Linked DNA regions of Mus musculus: regions 1, 3 and 4 are each linked to region 2. A link is a contact called in public ChIA-PET and promoter capture Hi-C data. All regions are on one chromosome and are shown on one strand. Each heading gives the region's core, a stretch centred on a gene start, on an enhancer-like site or on the middle of the called end of the contact. The rest is flanking DNA. Distances are from core to core; before and after follow the strand shown. Region 1 overlaps Il16 (interleukin 16). Region 2 holds the start of Saxo2 (stabilizer of axonemal microtubules 2). Region 3 holds the start of Il16 (interleukin 16). Region 4 has its middle 33 kb from the start of Gm39043.

The links. Promoter capture Hi-C pulls out the DNA fragments that hold promoters and counts their contacts. ChIA-PET counts read pairs in DNA pulled down with a chosen protein or histone mark.
Region 1: an RNA polymerase II ChIA-PET map of memory CD8 T cells shows a contact between it and region 2, with 9 times the contacts expected there. The contact joins the enhancer-like site here to the promoter of Saxo2 in region 2. A contact is called at or near these places in 10 of 39 promoter capture datasets (the C10 cell line, HPC-7-derived erythroid cells, cranial neural crest and 7 more), 1 of 484 Hi-C or Micro-C datasets (CD4 T cells), 2 of 115 datasets of contacts at active chromatin or transcription factors (memory CD8 T cells and stem cell-derived neural progenitor cells) and 2 of 9 other capture datasets (adipose tissue and liver).
Region 3: a promoter capture Hi-C map of neutrophils shows a contact between it and region 2, with 6 times the contacts expected there. The contact joins the promoter of Il16 here to the promoter of Saxo2 in region 2. A contact is called at or near these places in 5 of 39 promoter capture datasets (cranial neural crest, hippocampal neurons, liver and 2 more) and 2 of 9 other capture datasets (adipose tissue and liver).
Region 4: a contact with region 2 is called in a promoter capture Hi-C map of liver, with 2.9 times the contacts expected there. The contact joins the enhancer-like site here to the promoter of Saxo2 in region 2. A contact is called at or near these places in 6 of 39 promoter capture datasets (the C10 cell line, cranial neural crest, liver and 2 more) and 1 of 9 other capture datasets (liver).

Annotation. Positions count from the first base shown.
Region 1 is chr7:83,674,149-83,678,223 of GRCm38.p6, reverse strand. Il16 (interleukin 16) reads left to right here. Exons shown (of 19, transcript NM_001360087.1): 6 at 123-237; 7 at 3,665-3,738. Among named protein-coding and RNA genes, the nearest start is that of Stard5, 44 kb to the right of the region's middle. Within about 2 kb of position 2,458, at least 7 of the 459 cell types and tissues checked have an H3K27ac peak or open chromatin away from gene starts, as enhancers often do. A contact at or near this core is called in memory CD8 T cells, where this site is marked.
Region 2 is chr7:82,646,446-82,650,161 of GRCm38.p6, reverse strand. Saxo2 (stabilizer of axonemal microtubules 2) reads left to right here and starts at 1,634. Exons shown (of 3, transcript NM_177894.4): 1 at 1,634-1,770. The coding sequence starts at 1,733. Efl1 (elongation factor like GTPase 1) reads right to left here and starts at 1,548. Exons shown (of 20, transcript NM_175317.3): 1 at 1,484-1,548; 2 at 531-636. The coding sequence starts at 621.
Region 3 is chr7:83,730,665-83,734,438 of GRCm38.p6, reverse strand. Il16 (interleukin 16) reads left to right here and starts at 2,041. Exons shown (of 19, transcript NM_001360087.1): 1 at 2,041-2,375. The coding sequence starts at 2,171.
Region 4 is chr7:83,845,157-83,849,295 of GRCm38.p6, reverse strand. No RefSeq gene overlaps it. Among named protein-coding and RNA genes, the nearest start is that of Gm39043, 33 kb to the right of the region's middle. Within about 2 kb of position 1,410, at least 38 of the 459 cell types and tissues checked have an H3K27ac peak or open chromatin away from gene starts, as enhancers often do. A contact at or near this core is called in liver and pre-B cells, where this site is marked.

The DNA.
Region 1 (4,075 bases), core at 1,209-3,708, 1.0 Mb before region 2:
GACTAAAGGGACTTTGTCTCCTCCTCATTCCTTTCTGCAAAGGTTAGGGGTAAGTCCTTAGGAAATATCAGCTCAAGAAACAGCTGGAATATCCCTACAATATCCCTCTCTTCCTTACCCAGGGCCTGGGCTTCAGCATTGTTGGAGGAAAGGACAGCATTTACGGCCCTATTGGAATTTATGTGAAGAGCATCTTTGCAGGGGGAGCAGCTGCAGCTGATGGACGGCTTCAGGAAGGTAGGTTTCCATCTTTTCGGGTGTGGTTGAGAGGTCACAAACAGCATTCAGAGCTGCCAGGGCATCAAAGAGACTGAGAGCTTAAAGTACACTTCCAGGGTTGTGGGACGGGGCTCCAGGCAGTGGGCAACTACCCCCTTGAAAGGTTCCATCTTAGTGATTCCGGACAATCATTCCCTGACAACACCACCTCCCCTTCCAGGTGCTGTTGTCAGCCTGGGGTGGAAGCATTTGTTCTGTTCCTTCCTTCCCAGTGCCCCTGTTCAATTTCTGGGACTCACTGATACCCCATCCCCTTCACCTTCTCCGCCTCCTCACCTGAGACCATGGGACTGCAGAACCTGCACTTCTCTCACAGTCCCACCAAGCTCTAGGTCCCAGGGATAAAGAACATAAGGACACAGATCACAGTTCTCACACCAGTGAGAATAAAGGGAAGTTTATTCTGAGCCAAATATGAGCGGACATGGCCCAAGGACATGCATCTAAGTTGACATAAAGTGGGCCACATGACCTCTTTTCTGGGCACAGAACAAAAGGAAGTCGTAAGTCAGGGCATTGTCACATAGAGCAGCAGGAACATCAGGCAGGTGGGTTTCAGGAACTTGGGTGAAATTCTGATCTAGGTTTCAGAGAGCATGTGATAGCATTCTTAGCTATAGGTTGGTGGAAGGTGGTGATCTTAATACATTCAAATAGCCCTGAGTCACTCACCACCTTTATACCTGGTAGTCTGAAAGATGGTATTCAGGTATAAAGGTGGAGAGTGACTCAGGGCTATTAAGGCAACTAAAGCTAGCCTAAGTTAATTTTGGCTTTTGATCTGCAACTCTCCATAGCGAGACAGTTCTGGACAGCCAGTTATTCAGCAGAATTTTTAACAAAGAGGTATCTTTTTCAGGGAACTTTATCCACATAAAAATCAGACAGGACCCCTCTTTTGAATGGTTAATGGTCTCCCCATGAGCAGCTCTCCCTTCTGCCTTCCTTCTGCTTCCCTCTTCTTTCTCTCAGCTCCTTTTATATCTCATAGGACAGATGTTCCCTCTAAGTAAGAGACCTGGGGACACAATTGCCAGACACCCCACTCCACCCCACCTCAAGTCTGGGTTTGGATGATGGGCAACCAACTTGTTCCAAAGAGATCTCTAAGTTTCAGTCATGGAGCAAAATTCAAGGGTAGGAACAAAAGGGAAGGGAAGAGAAAGAAAGGAAGGGAAGGGAAGGAAGAGAAGGGAAAGAAATTGAATTGAATTTGAGAGATCAGTTACTTTCTTGTCAGAACAGTGTCTGTAAGTCAGGCTGGCAGTCTAACCACCTGTAACATCTGAGCTATCTGGGGGCAGGGGGCTGTGGGAACACTACAGTCCTAGATGGCAGGCGTATATCACAACAAAGGAAGGTTTCCAGCATTCTAAATGAGTAAAAGAATCCTGTGAGCAGCTGGAGAGATAGCTGGCTTTGTAGTTCAGAGCACTGACTGCTCTCCAGAGAACCAGGGTTTGATTTACAGCACCCACCCAATTGCCCACAACTACCCATAACTCTAGTTCCAGTGGAGCCGATGCCCTCTTCTGGCCTCTGAGAGTACCGAGAGCACCAGGCACACACGTGGTGCACTGATATACATGCAGGCAAAATGCTCATACACAAAACTGATGATTATCCATTAATAAAATATCCAGTACATTGAAAAACATTCTTTCTTGATTTTTGTGACATGTGCAAATTAGGATGAGATTCAAATTTCAGCCACATTCTTTCATCCAAGGCCTTGATGGCTTGCCTTGATGTTTCAGCCCTGTCACCATTATAGAGATGTTGTAACTCCCAAAGATTAAAGTATTTATGGTCTTGGCTCTTTCCAGAAAATGCTGCATTTATAACTGGGGAGGCACTGGGCGTAGAGGCTTTGGATGAGTCAGAAGGCAGTGTATAGAATGCAGTTGGCTGGAGAGAGATTGGAAGCAGAAGAGAAGTGCAGAGGCTGTTGTTATGGCTGCTTGAAAGAGTAACTCTCCCATCGACTAGAGTCAATGAGAATAGACAGAGCCTGGGAAGAGGCAGCACAGGGATGGTGGGAAGTGTGAATGTTTCTAGTCTCGGTCAACTGGAGAAAAGAAAAGGTCAAGGAAGAGAGAAATGGAAAAAGATTAAGTGGGAACTTCAGGAGGGCGATGAGCCTAGGTGAGCACTAGATGGCACTGTCTGGCAGGCCTCTGAAAAGAGGTTTGCCTCGGTGGGAGCTCTTGGTGGAAAAGGTGAACTGAAAGGATTAAACAAGGAAGGTGTAGAGGAGGGAGAAGAGGAGGGGGCATGGGGGTGAGGATGAGATGAGGTCTAGTGGAACAGCTAAGCCTCAATCAGGAAGAAAACAAGAGCCTGGGAGAAGGGAAGATGTGTGGCTTAGAATCCAGGGTGTTAGCCTTTGTTGTTTTGTAACTTTTGTATGGAAACCTTCATTATTTGGGGCTGGGGGTGGGGGACATTTGTCTCCATTAGTTAATAGCAATAATAAAAACCGAGAATTTCAAACAGTCAATTCCTGGCTCTAGCCTCAAACAATTGGCCAGATTGTTTTCCAAAGTGACTTGCTCAAGTCTACTCTGTGAAAGAATATGCTATCCATGACAAGCTTGCTATACGGATCAAAGCCACTGACCGTTAGCTTTTGTTCTCCTCCCCAAAAACAATTGTGTGAAATGGATTTGGCACAAGCTAGGCTCACCAGCTAGGAGCCAACATAGCTCATGAGCTCTTGCAAATGAGGACACAGCAGACAAGCCCAAAACAGGGTTATTGGTCCTTTGGAGTAGATATTTTGATAACTTAAAGCCAGCCTCCATTTAATAAAGAATGGTCATCCCGAAGTTTTGACTTTGTCTATTCCTTTCTCAGCTCACAATTAAGTATGTTTCGATTGTGTTTGTTTCATAGCCTTGTCTAGCTGTGGACTTGATATGTAGCCCAGGCTGGCCTCCAACTTCTTGTGACTCTGTGGCTTGTGATTACTAAGTATTCGAATTACAGTCATGAGCCCTCAAGGCTGGAGCATTTTCAAATACGTTTACTATGTGTATTCTCAGTCATAGAGTCTTCCAGTGACAAGGGTTGAATGCTGTCATTGTTCCCTTTGGTTTCAGAAGCCCACCATTCCGAGCTGCTCTGCAGCCTCCACACTGACACATAAAACAGTATCTGAGTCAAAAGAAACAGTTATGGCAAGCTGTTAGGAAACAGAGTTATGTTTTAGTGTAGCAAAGTCATTCTTTGATGATTGATGGCCCAGGCACTGCTCAAGCATGGTGAATCCAAAGGCTAAGAGCAAGGTTTGGAGAGCACACACAGGCACAGGACACAAGACTCCAAGCATATTCCAAAATACTGAATAAAGCTTGTTAGCTACTGTCTTTCTGTCTCTCAATAGGTGATGAAATTCTGGAACTCAATGGTGAATCAATGGCTGGCCTAACACACCAGGATGCTTTGCAGAAGTTTAAGGTAACTTCTCAGTCTTTGTCCATACTCTGAGTGTAAATATTATATACTAGGCCAGATGTAATTGGCATCTCAGAGGCTTACTGCTTTCTAGTTATTACAGAACTCTAGCTGGCAGGTTCAACTCAGCTGTCCTGGCTCAAACTCCTCTCCAAGCTGACTGATTCAATATGGCTTGTCTCTGCTTTTCACTGAATTGATCTGCTTGGCCTCAAACTCACTCTGGCAATTTATTCTAATTTTCTGGCTCCTTCTTATTCTCTGGCTTCAGCTGCCTCTGCTGATCTGCACCCAACTTAAACAAAATGAAACGAAACAAAACAAAATAAAACAAAACTCA
Region 2 (3,716 bases), core at 385-2,884:
GTACTGCTTGCCCCCCCCTATCACCCACAGCCCCTCAAGGGGCACGTCTAACAATTCTTTTTAACCACTTTGCTACCCAATCCTCCAGGTCTCAAAACTCTCACCCACCCCACCCCCAGCCCATCTCACCACGAAGCCCCGATTCCTCCCTAAAGCTTCTCTGGCTGGACAGGTTGGCCTCATAAATGTCTAGGGCCTGACAAATCTAAAAAAGCACTGCCAACTTAGCAAATGCTCAGTATAGGATGAATTAAATAGAATTTATAGAAGATATATTCTACCAAGACCACAGACATTTTACCATCTCAAGAAACTTTTCCATATTTTAACAAAAATCCAAATTCAAAAGCATTGTATGACATACTGGGCAGACCACCAATCACCCGTTAATCCATTTATTTCAAACGTTCTACAGCATGCTTCTCTGACATGGCACAACACACAACTCCTTAGCAAGCATCACTCTCACCGCTCCAATGAAACAGAGACATTTCCTCTTTGTTAATAAAACCCAATTCTAAAAGCCTTACCGTGGTCAACATGAGCCAGAACACAGATATTCCTAATGTTGGCAGTGTTCTTCTGAAGTCGAATCATCTTATCAACACCACTGAGCACCATGGTTATTTCCTGGGACTAAACATTAAATGCAAATTAAAAATGGTACAAAATCTAGTGGGGGTGGGGGTGGGGGTGGTGTGCACAACAGCGAAAACCAAATGGACAAACTGAGAGGGAGATGCTGATGCTGACAAGTCGCCTCAGATTCCTTAACTGAGAACCCAATGAATGTTTAGCCACATCTATTTCCTTCTGGCCCTGAGGGGATATAGTCCTTTAGGCCCATGTTCCATGGTAAAGTCCACACATCCTGCTGACAGTACTTGTGGGGTGAGCTGGGAGTTTCCGGATCTGCCATGCGATGAATCACGCAGTTGGGAGCCAGGTGCAGAGGCGCCCGGCTAAGTCACACTCACACTCACATACATACATACATACATACATACACACACACACACACACACACACACACACACACACACCAGAGACAGACAGTCAGTCTCTCTCTCTCTCTCTCTCTCTCTCTCACACACACACACACACACACACACACACACACACCCTTCCCTACTTCAGTCCCTCCAAAAGTCTGCCTTTCTGTCAAGCTTGCTGGCTTTTATCAGACATGAGAACTTCGGCCCTGTGACTGCACTGAGTGTCCTTAAAAGTTTTTGGATCACGTGCCTAGGAACACACCAGGTGCACGACACACCTTCTACCCCTCTCTCCAATTAAAAGAAGCAAATCGAGGTCTGCATGCCCTTCCTCCTCTTGGGTTCCTGGAGTCGCTGCCGCTGAGAGTACCGGGTCCCTATAAAGTGCAGCCGCTCGGGACACTCCTCGCCCAGCCCAATCGACATGACCCCCCCGGGTCTCCGTCACCGTCTGGTCGCCGGCGTCCCTAGCAAGTCCCCCCACTCACCAGCTCCACGCCGCACCTCACCCACGCACCTAAGACTCCAGGGGTAGCTCAGACCGGAAGTCGCAGGAGCCTGGGGGCGGGGCCTGTGGGCCTGTGACCTCTGACCCGCGCGCATCTAGAACATCACCGGAAGCCACGTCGTTTCCCTTCAACTTGGAGTTCCGCGGTCGCCTTGACGACGGCGGACGCTGTAGCTGCTCTGAAGTGTGCCAGCCTAAGCCTGCGGAGGGGGACGCTGGAGCGCAGAGCATGAGGAACTGGTGTCTGTGCCAGATTTGCACCTGCGGGTAAGAAACGTCCGCCCGGTGTGGCGTCCGCAGAGCCGCGAGCCCCGCCGCGCACACCCCCTAAGGACTCCCTTGCCTGAACCGGAGGAGACCCCTACTCCACCCCCACCCCCCACCCCCCACCCCCGACCTTATGCTCTGCTAAATGCTGCCCATTTCCTCTGCTTGGCTAGCTCCTGGGCAAAACTTATTTTCTTTGCATTCCCTGAGGCTTCCCATCCAGAGATTTAAGCTAAAATACAGTTCAGATCAGCTAAGTAGTATGAGCAAATATGGCTGGTAAGTGATGGAGTCACCCACCGATTCTATTGGTTAACTTAAAAGAACAGTATCCATGGTATTTCGTTTGCCACCCAGAACCTTCCATCCTCTAAACTCTATTTTTATTCCTGCCAAGGCAACATTTTCCTGAGGCCTTTCTGACAGACAAAAATGGCAATAGTCCTCACCGTAAACCTCAGGTTTGGTTTGTAAGTCCTGCCTAACAACTTTACATCACCAGTAAACACATTCTTCTCTATCCTCAAGCTTACTGTTTACCCAGGGGTTAGATCACCTTTGATAAGTGAATAAGAGTAACTGAGTAACGCCAAGCCCTTTGTACTTGTAATCCCCTTCTAAGGGCAACCAGCTACAACACATATTGATTGAGAGCAGTTTCTCAGCCCCTTTTGTAATAAACATTGTTTGTATGTTTGAACAGATGCAAACATAACTTTTAAGGCTTGAATCTGCAAAATCTTGTATGTAAGAAAAAAAATGTATTTGAATCTGAATTTATCTACAAACTAAGTTATTTTCCCATCCACCCATCAGGAAATTCATTATATTAGGGACTTTACATTCTTCAAGAATAATATCACCATCCACAGAGCTGGGGGGACTGCCAATGTAAGAGGAATCCCCTTTAGGCTTTGAAGCATGGCTAATAACTTCTGCCGAAATGTCCCTTGCAAACACTTAGTTGCAGCGAGAGCACTGCCTTAGCTGCTTTCAGTTTTATAACTGAGGTACAAGAATCTTTGACAAAATGGGTAGTTACTATGACATACATAGTTCCACTCAGCCAATGGTTTTTAAACTTTGGCTACCTTCATGAGTCATTGTCTCAAAACGGGGCAAAGATTCTTCACCATCATCCCTCCCCATACCACCTCTCATCTTTTGCCTCCTTTCCTGTTGGAAGGAAAGATGGAAGATCTGTCCATATTCATTTGTTGTTGAAGACTATCTGTTAGGTACATTTGCACCACTGTGGTAGCACTGTGGTAAAAACAGCGAAGGAGAGGAGGTCTGTTTGGGCATACAGTTTGAGAGGGTGCAGTCCCTGGCAGTCAAACATGGTGGGGTTCTTGTTCATGTAACACGAAGCAAGACTTTTTACATGCTGGCAGACCAGGAGGTAGAAAGCCTGTGGAATCAAGACCCAGGCTCTCATCTTCCAAGGGCTGCTGTTTACAACTTATTTCCAGGTAGAGGCCAGCTTCCAAAAGCCTTCCAGAGTGTTTCCATCAGCTGGAAAGCAAAGGTTCAAAATATGTGAACATCTCAGATTCAAACCATGATGCCATCTTTTCTCTCTTAGGGAACTAAAATTTAATTCCTTTGATTTTCCATTAGGGACGTCTGATCTCATCATTTCTGTGAGCTGGTTGGTTTGTTTGTTTGTTGTTTGTTTGTTTGTTTCAAAAAGACAGAGAAGTTTAACAAGTGTAAACAGCTATAACTGGCAGCAAAAGTATAAAGCGGAAGGGAAATTGCACACGTTAGACTAGGAGGATTTTGCTTTCTTTTATAATTTCTCTGCACTGTTATGTTTTATACTTGTCCACAATCTTAGGTAAGTTATATTGTGAATGCATTGCTTTTGTGGACAATAAAAACACTGACAAATTCTAAAGTTTTGACTTGTGTTTTGTTAATCACCGCAGCTCTATCAGAACTTT
Region 3 (3,774 bases), core at 792-3,291, 1.1 Mb before region 2:
CACTCTCCTGGTGATCTCGTGGTGTGGCTCCACGTGAATGGTGGGGTTCATTCAGCTAAAATGGGGTGTATCCTGGGCCTTAAGTGTAGCCTCTGACTCCAGGTTTTATGATCATCACTGCCCCAAGACACACCCCAACAAACATAACCAAGTCATATGTTCACAGAGTAAAAACGTAACAGAAGAGCACTCAGGCTGGAAAGATAGCTGTCAGGTCGGTAGGCACTTCTCATAAAAGCTGGAGTTCAATAGATGGAACACATGTAAAGGTGGAATGAGAGAACCCAATCCACAAAGCTTTCTTCTAGCCTCCCCATGTCCATACTTGCACACACACACACACACACACACACACACACACACACACACACGCAAAAAAAGCGATTGGCTCACAATTCCCTAGAGATTTTTAATTCAACCAAGAAACCACTTTAGAATTAGTTTCTATGTACTCATTATGATGGTTTATATATGCTCAGCCCAGGGAGTGGCACTATCAGAAGGAGTGACTCTGTTGGAGTAGGCATGGCATTATGGGTGTGGGCTTTAAGACCCTCATCCTAGCTGCCTGAAAGTCAGTATTCTGCTAGCAGCCTTCAGATGAAGATGTAGAACTCCCAGCTCCTCCTGTACCATGCCAGCCTGGACACTGCCATGATCCCACCTTGATGATAATGGATTGAACCTCTGAACCTGTAAGCCAGTCCCAATTAAATGTTGTCCTTATAAGAGTTGCCTTGGTCATGGTGTCTGTTCACAGCAGTGAAACCCTAACTAAGACACTCATATACAAAGAACTAAAGCAGATTTATTTTAGGAGAAAGCCAAAAGCTGAGGTCCTGTCCTCTTGCCAACTCTCTCCATCCATGTCTTCTGGATCCCACCATGAGAGACCCAAGAACTTGAAAAGGTCGAGGAGCCCTTTGAATTGAATTTGATAAGAACACAGTGAGGTCATATTTCTGAGGGGCATCTTAAACTTTAATAGGCTATGGCATTGCTGTTCACTCTTCCACATCCCTAGGCTCTACAGCCACCAATAGATTTGTCTAAATCAAATTCAGAAGGGTCATGCTACCTACCTGTGACCCCTTCCAAGTCTCTGCTCATGGGTAGGTCCTTGGTGAGATGCTTCAAAGAGTTGCTTCAGCCATAACTCAAGTCTCTGCTGGAAAAGTTCCTACACTAGAAAGGTATCTGTCTGTGTCTGTGGTCCCCAGTAGGCTGTGAAGAACCGTGCTTTATCCCATATGGTCCAGGTGCCTGAATCACAGTGCATGATAGAAACTGATTATTGTGCGGGTTGGGGCACACCAACAGTAATTTTAGGGATCAGGAAGATGCCTCTTCAAGCACAAGAACCTGATTTCAGATCCTCAGTACTCACGTAAAAGTAGGTTCCATTTTTTATGTCTATACGCTTAGTACTGGGCAGCAGAGACAGAGAGATCCTGGGGCTGCCTGGCCAGCCAACCTAAGTGAAACAGCAAGATTCAGGTTTAGTGAGAGATCATGTCTTAAAACAATAAGGTGGCTAGCCACAGAAGAAAGACAGCTAGTGTTGACCTCTTACCTCCATAAGTGTGTGCACAGGAAAGTACACTCACACACACACACACACACACACACACACACACACATTTTATCAGGAGAAGGAATTGTTTGTGTCTGCAATGCCTATTGAGACTGGCAATATATTTCCATATGTGAGATATTCTTCATCTTAAACACAGCTCTTTGTCAGCAGCCGCACAGCGCCATACGTGGGGAACAAAAACCCAAGGCAGTGAAAATAAACAAATGGCTGCAAGAGTCCCATGTTTCTGTTTGGGAGGCGCTTCGAATCAGCAAGGGACTCCAAGTTCTTTCGGATCTCTGTTGAAATGAGGACCCATCTATGTCAGTCTTGTAATTAGACAAGGTTGCCTGGTGTCTGCCAGAAACATGAAGAGGTCCCTGCCCAAAAGAGCACGGAGCAGATGGGGTTGCTGAGCGCAGCTTGTGCGTGAGCATGCCGCCTGGGGAAAGGAAGGCAGAGAACCAGGAGCTGTGGTGCCTGCGACACTCGTCCCTGGGGGAGAGAATTAGATGCCACAGAAGCAGCTCCTAGACTACTAGCTCCCTGCACTGTGACCCAGATGTCAGGATCCATGCAGAATAGGGATTCTTCATGGGTCTTGCACTGTGGGGGCAGAAGTGCATCTGTAATGGACAGGTGCAGCAGCTAGGATGTGGCTGCCCTGCTCTGCCAGCTGGAGGAGGTCACCACCAATATGCTCTTTGGCACATCTACAGGCGCACCCCGCTGCTGGGATGTCAGGCAACATCACCCCGTCCCCTCTGCTCATGGCATCTCGTACCTGGCCGGGCTAACTGTAAGTAACTCTGAGCCCTTTCCTCACACTTCCCTCAGCATAGGAAAAAGACCAGCAGGGAACTTAGCCCCCAAAAGTGACAGAAAAATGTCGGTCACAACCAGAGTCAGCTAGCTACTCAAGGGCACATGGAGAGAGACTCAGGAAATCTGGGGAAATGAGAACTCCAAGCCATATACCACAGGACCCGGCTGGAAGCATCAAAGGAAGCTTCAGGCTCCTGGCTTCCAACATGACTCTCAAGTAGACTGGAAATCAATACAGTTAATGAGAAATTCTCTTTTACATATAAAATGAATAGGATTCACAAATGTATAAGATTCTTCACAAAATCAATCTTCTTGCTTGTATATGTGTATAGAATGTGTATATATGTGTGTGTTCCCGTGTGAGGACACACATGTGAGTGGGTGTCTGTGTATGTGTGTGCTTGTGCACGTGAAGGTCAAAAGTTGGTGTGGGGCACCTTCCTCAATTGGTCGCTGAGGCAGGCTCTTCCTCCGATCATCTGTTTGACTAGTGTAGTTAGCTGGTTTGCCCTGGGGAATGCCTTGGCTCAGCTTCCCAAGTGCCGAGGTTATAGGCAGGCTACCACACCCACTGTGCATTCCTGTGGGTGCTAAGGTTTGAAACTCTCTATGCTCCTTATTCTTAAAAGGCGAGTGCTTTACCCCTGTGGCTTCTCTCTCCCAGTCATATATTCTAGGAACTTTCTAGTGGTTTTATTTATAACATAATAATGGTATTAATGTGATGCTGTCTTGCTTTAGTTATATATGTTTATTTATGAATTCATAAACATTTACTTATCTGTGTATCTTATGTGTGGTTAATGATGTGTACCATGATATAAAATGTAAGCTCAAACTTTGAATCAGATTATAAAAGCCCAAAAAGCAGTATTCTAGGGCCTCAGTGGGGCAGAGAAGAGCGTAGGTGTGGCCCTGTAGCCTGGAGTATGCCTGACTTCTCTTTGGACACAGTGGCTATCTCCCTGCTGTCCAAGGTAAGGACTCCTGGCTCAGTCAGCCATGAGCACTCCTCTCTTTTTCTTACCTTATGCTCTCCTAACTGGATGAATATATCCTCAAGCCACAGTAAGGGTCAGAGGTAGTTGGCTGGTCCAGTCTCACATGTCTGTCCATCTCCTTTTGTTCCTCATCCCTCAAGGGTGGCTTTTGCTACTCCCAGCCAAACCACACAAGTCCAGGAATGGTCATAGCAGTTGCTGAAGGAGGCAGGGGACTGTCATATTTACTGCACAGGTGATAGCTGGGCAATATTTTTCCAACACTGAAAAGTGTCAAAAGGAGATAATGAAGTATGTGTGTATGACATGGGAGGGGACATAGGCGCTGTCAGCCTCTCTCTGAACATGGGGATAGCTCAAGAAATACTT
Region 4 (4,139 bases), core at 161-2,660, 1.2 Mb before region 2:
AATATCTTGGGCTTGGCCTGGAGAACATCCCAGATCTTTAAATTCCTTTCCAGGCCCCCAAAGCCAGCACTGTATGGAACACCTGGTCATATCTACAAGGTATGACAATGTTCCAAAGTTCTCACTGTAGAAGAAAACTTTAATAACGTTTGAAGTATGAGCAAAATAAGCTTATGAAGGATTTAAGAATGAAATTGTGCCGGGCAGTGGTGGCACATGCCTTTAATTCCAGCACTTGGGAGGCAGAGGTAGGCGGATCTATGAGTTCGAGGCCAGCCTTGTCTACAGAGTGAGTTCCAGGGCAGCCCGGGCTACACAGAGAAACCCTGTCTCGAAAAACAAAAACAAAAACAGAAACAGAAACAGAAACAGAAACAGAAAAGAAAGAGAGAGAGAGAAAGAGAGAGAGAGAGAGAAAAGAAAGAAAGAAAGAAAGAAAGAAAGAAAGAAAGAAAGAAAGAAAGAAAGAAAGACAGAAGAGGAATGAAATTGTTGCTGGCCATGATGTTGCATGCCTTCACACCCAACAATGAAGAGGCAGAGGCAGGTGGATCTCTGTGAGTTCCAAGTAGAGTTGGTCTACATAGCAAGTTCAAGGTCAACCATTAATATTCAGTGAGACACTGTCTTAAAGAGAAAATAAAAGAAAAAGAAAAGAAAGAAAGAGGGAAAGAGGACTCAATGATTTATATTTTATTTACATGTTGAAGTTGTTCGCTTAAAACAAATCTTTAAAATAAAATTGTATTTCATGTATCTGGGTGTCTTGCCTGCATGTATGTCTGTGTCTGTGCACTGCGTATGGGTAATACCTATGGAGGCCAGAGAAGGACATCAGATCCCCTAGAACTGGAGTTATGAATTGTTCTAAGTCACCATGCGAATGCTGGAAACCAAACTCGAGTCCCCTGGAAGAGCATCCAATGCTTTTAACAGCTGAGTCATCTTTCTAGCCTCTAGAATAAAACTTAAACTGGCCCCCTTGCAGATACCAAACGTTGACCAAATACCCAAACCAACCATTTAGTATATGACTGAAAATGCTCAAACATGAAACAAGTGGGCCTGGGGATTTAAACCAGATCTGAGTTCAACCCTGAATGCTGTGGCATATACCTATAACTCTAGCATGAGGGAGATGGAGACCAAAGGATCTCTGGGCCTTGTTAGGCAGCCAGTTCAGCTGAATTAATAGGCTACGGGTTCATTAAGGCCCTTTCTTGTATAAAAGCTCATGTTCTTTGTAAGTTTGCACAGTTTATTTCTTTATATTCAGAAATAGTTAGGGCTCGGTATTGCAATGAGTCTGTGTAAGGAAATGGCCTCCTGCCCTTCACCATTGAGGTATGCTGAGGGCTGTGTGTGGAGCCTGTGCAGACAGTGTTCAGTTCTGAGATGGGAGGAGGGGCAGGGAGTTGCTTATTAATCACTCCTCAGGACTTTGAACTTTACAACTCTGTAATTACTGCTAAGACTTTATATTTGGACTTTCTGTTTCATTGGCGTGTGTTTCCTTTCTGTTTGTTTTATGACTGAGTTTGTCTGGAAGTTTGTTTTAAGAGCCCTGAAGGCCAAGTTTGTTTATTACTATGCCTGCTAGGTGTGTAGTTTTTTGTAAATGTGACCCCAAAGGGCTATGAATCCCAATGGCCTAATCTCAGTCAGGCCTGAACCCTTCTTTACTTGTTCCCCAAAAGCTCTTCAGAGCAAATCCTAGGTATGAGTTAAGGGGTTTCTTGGGCTTGGAAAGGCAGCTTCAGTAGAGGAAATGGAACCAATTAGCTTAAGGCTGAGCAGAGGCAAAAGAGAAAGAGGAGGTAAGGACCCTGGGGAGGAGGGAAAGGAGGAGGGAAGGGAGGAGGACTGAAGTAGAAGGGTAGTCACAGGGCATTAGTCTCTCCTTTTTTCTCTCCCCGCTTCCTCTCCCTTCCCCCACCCACTTCTTCCCGTGCCCCTCCTGCTCTCTCTGTGTGTATATATGTGTGCATGTGTCTCCCTCCAGCCACATTTACAGTTTCCTCTACTTCCTGCCCATTTTCTTCCTTGCTTTGAAGCGTCAGCAACCCAGACTTGGTGGACAGAGGCATCTGTCCAGGAGTGAAATAATGGATGGTCCTTGTCCTACCAGTTATGCCTCCTGGCCTATCTCCCTAGATGAAGCTTACTGGAGGCCCTGGGACCTGGGGGCTTCCTCCTCTTTGTGCATAACTGGAAGAGGACCGTTCAATCTGAAACACAGTCATTTTCCTTCCCTAGCTAGACTTGACAATTGGGCAGCACAAAGAGAACTCAAGAGAGAGGGAGGGATCTGCTGCTCCTTTGAAAAGATGCACTCAGCCACAGAATGCCCAGCTGCTGCCCAACGAGGGCAGGGAATCCTGGTAAGCCAGACCAGGGCTTTCGTAAATGCCAGGCCCTTCATTAGTTGTATGTGATACATGTGATAAATGTTAGCCTGTTAAAAGCTCTGAGATGATTTATAATAAAACTACATTCAATATCACCTAAGTTTAACAGAGGAATTAAAAAAATACCTATTAACATCTCATGGGGGTCTTCATATTTTGTGAAACCCAGGTTGAATAGTGTAGCTCTGAAATGTTTTTTGAGACAAGGTCTCACTCTGCAGCTTTGTCTGACTTGGAACTCACAATGAAGACTAGGCTAGCTTCAATCTCATTGAGACCTACTGAGGCACCTCCCACCTTGTGCCTTAGGGTAGGTAACCTATTCACTTGGAGGTTTGAGAGTGAGGGAGGCAGAGAACCCAGGGAGTTGGAGATTTCTGAAGTAATGGAAGTGACAAGTAGGGCACTCTCTTCCTATGAATGAACTAGACAATCACAATACAAGACTGTAGTCAAGCAGTCACCAGTTAGAGTGGGACAAGGAGATTTCTCAGGTAAGATCCTTCAGGAACCTAAAAGGAGACCAAGGGAGAGCCTTTCTAGGTCAGGGTGACTTTGGATGATCTCTTAGAGGATCTTCATGTGTTACTGTGATAGGATATCATGTAGCTCAGACAGGGTTTGCACTTACTTGTAGTCAAAGAAGACTTTGAACTATTGATTGTTCTGTCTTTACCTTCCAAGTGTTTTGGTTGTAGGCATTCATGACCATACCAGGTTAATATAGCAATGAGATGAGAAGAGAACCCAGGACTTCATATAAGTGAGGTATACACTCTATCAATTGAGTTACATCCTGAGCCCCAGACATTCATTCTTGAACAGAGAATCAAAGACCAGCAATCCAAGGATCAGCATAGTGAAGGAAAATAGCGCAATATCTATTAATACTTGTCTTTCTTGCCTACATTTTTATAGCATGTGTCTTTAAGGAATTTCTGCATTTTCAAAATGGTTGTGTGTGTGTACGTGGGGTGTGTATGTAGATGTGCATATTGTTCACTGACATTTTAGGTTAGACTTCAACACTTTTCCTTTATTTGGGCTCTGTAGCCTCATTCCCTGTCTCATTATTTCTCAGTGAGAGTCCAGCAATCTTAGTATGCTCTATTTTCCCAGTTTTCTTTCTCATACATCCTGTGTTCTCTTGGCAGAGTAATTTTTCCAGACCAGTCCCTTTTTATATTCCTGCTTTCAAGGGCTCCCCTCATGCTCAAAAGACACACCTGTTATCCCAGAGATTGGAAGGAAAAGGCAGGAGAGCTGAGTTTCCGGGTACATAGCAAGATTCTGACTCAAAAAACCAAGAGCTGAGGATGTAGCTCAGTGGTGGAGAACTTGGCCAGTATACACAAGGTCCTGGTTTTATTCCCAGCATGGAACAAAGAAAGGATATATGTACTGGTTGGTTTTGTGTATCAACTTGACACAAGTTAGAGTCATTTTAGAGAAAGAAGCCTCATTTGAGAAAATGTTTCCATGAGATCCAGCTGTAAGGCATTTTCTTAATTAGTAATCATGCTGAAGGGCCCAGCCCATGGAAGATGGTGCCACCCCTAGGCTTGTGATCCGGTGTTCTATAAGAAAACTGGCTGAGGAAGCCATATGAAGCAAGACAGTAAGCAGCATCTCTCTGTGTTCTTGGCATCAGCTCCTGCCTTCAGGTTCTTGCCCTACTTGAGTTTCTGTTGTGACTTCCTCCAATGATGGATTATCATCTGAAAGGGTAAG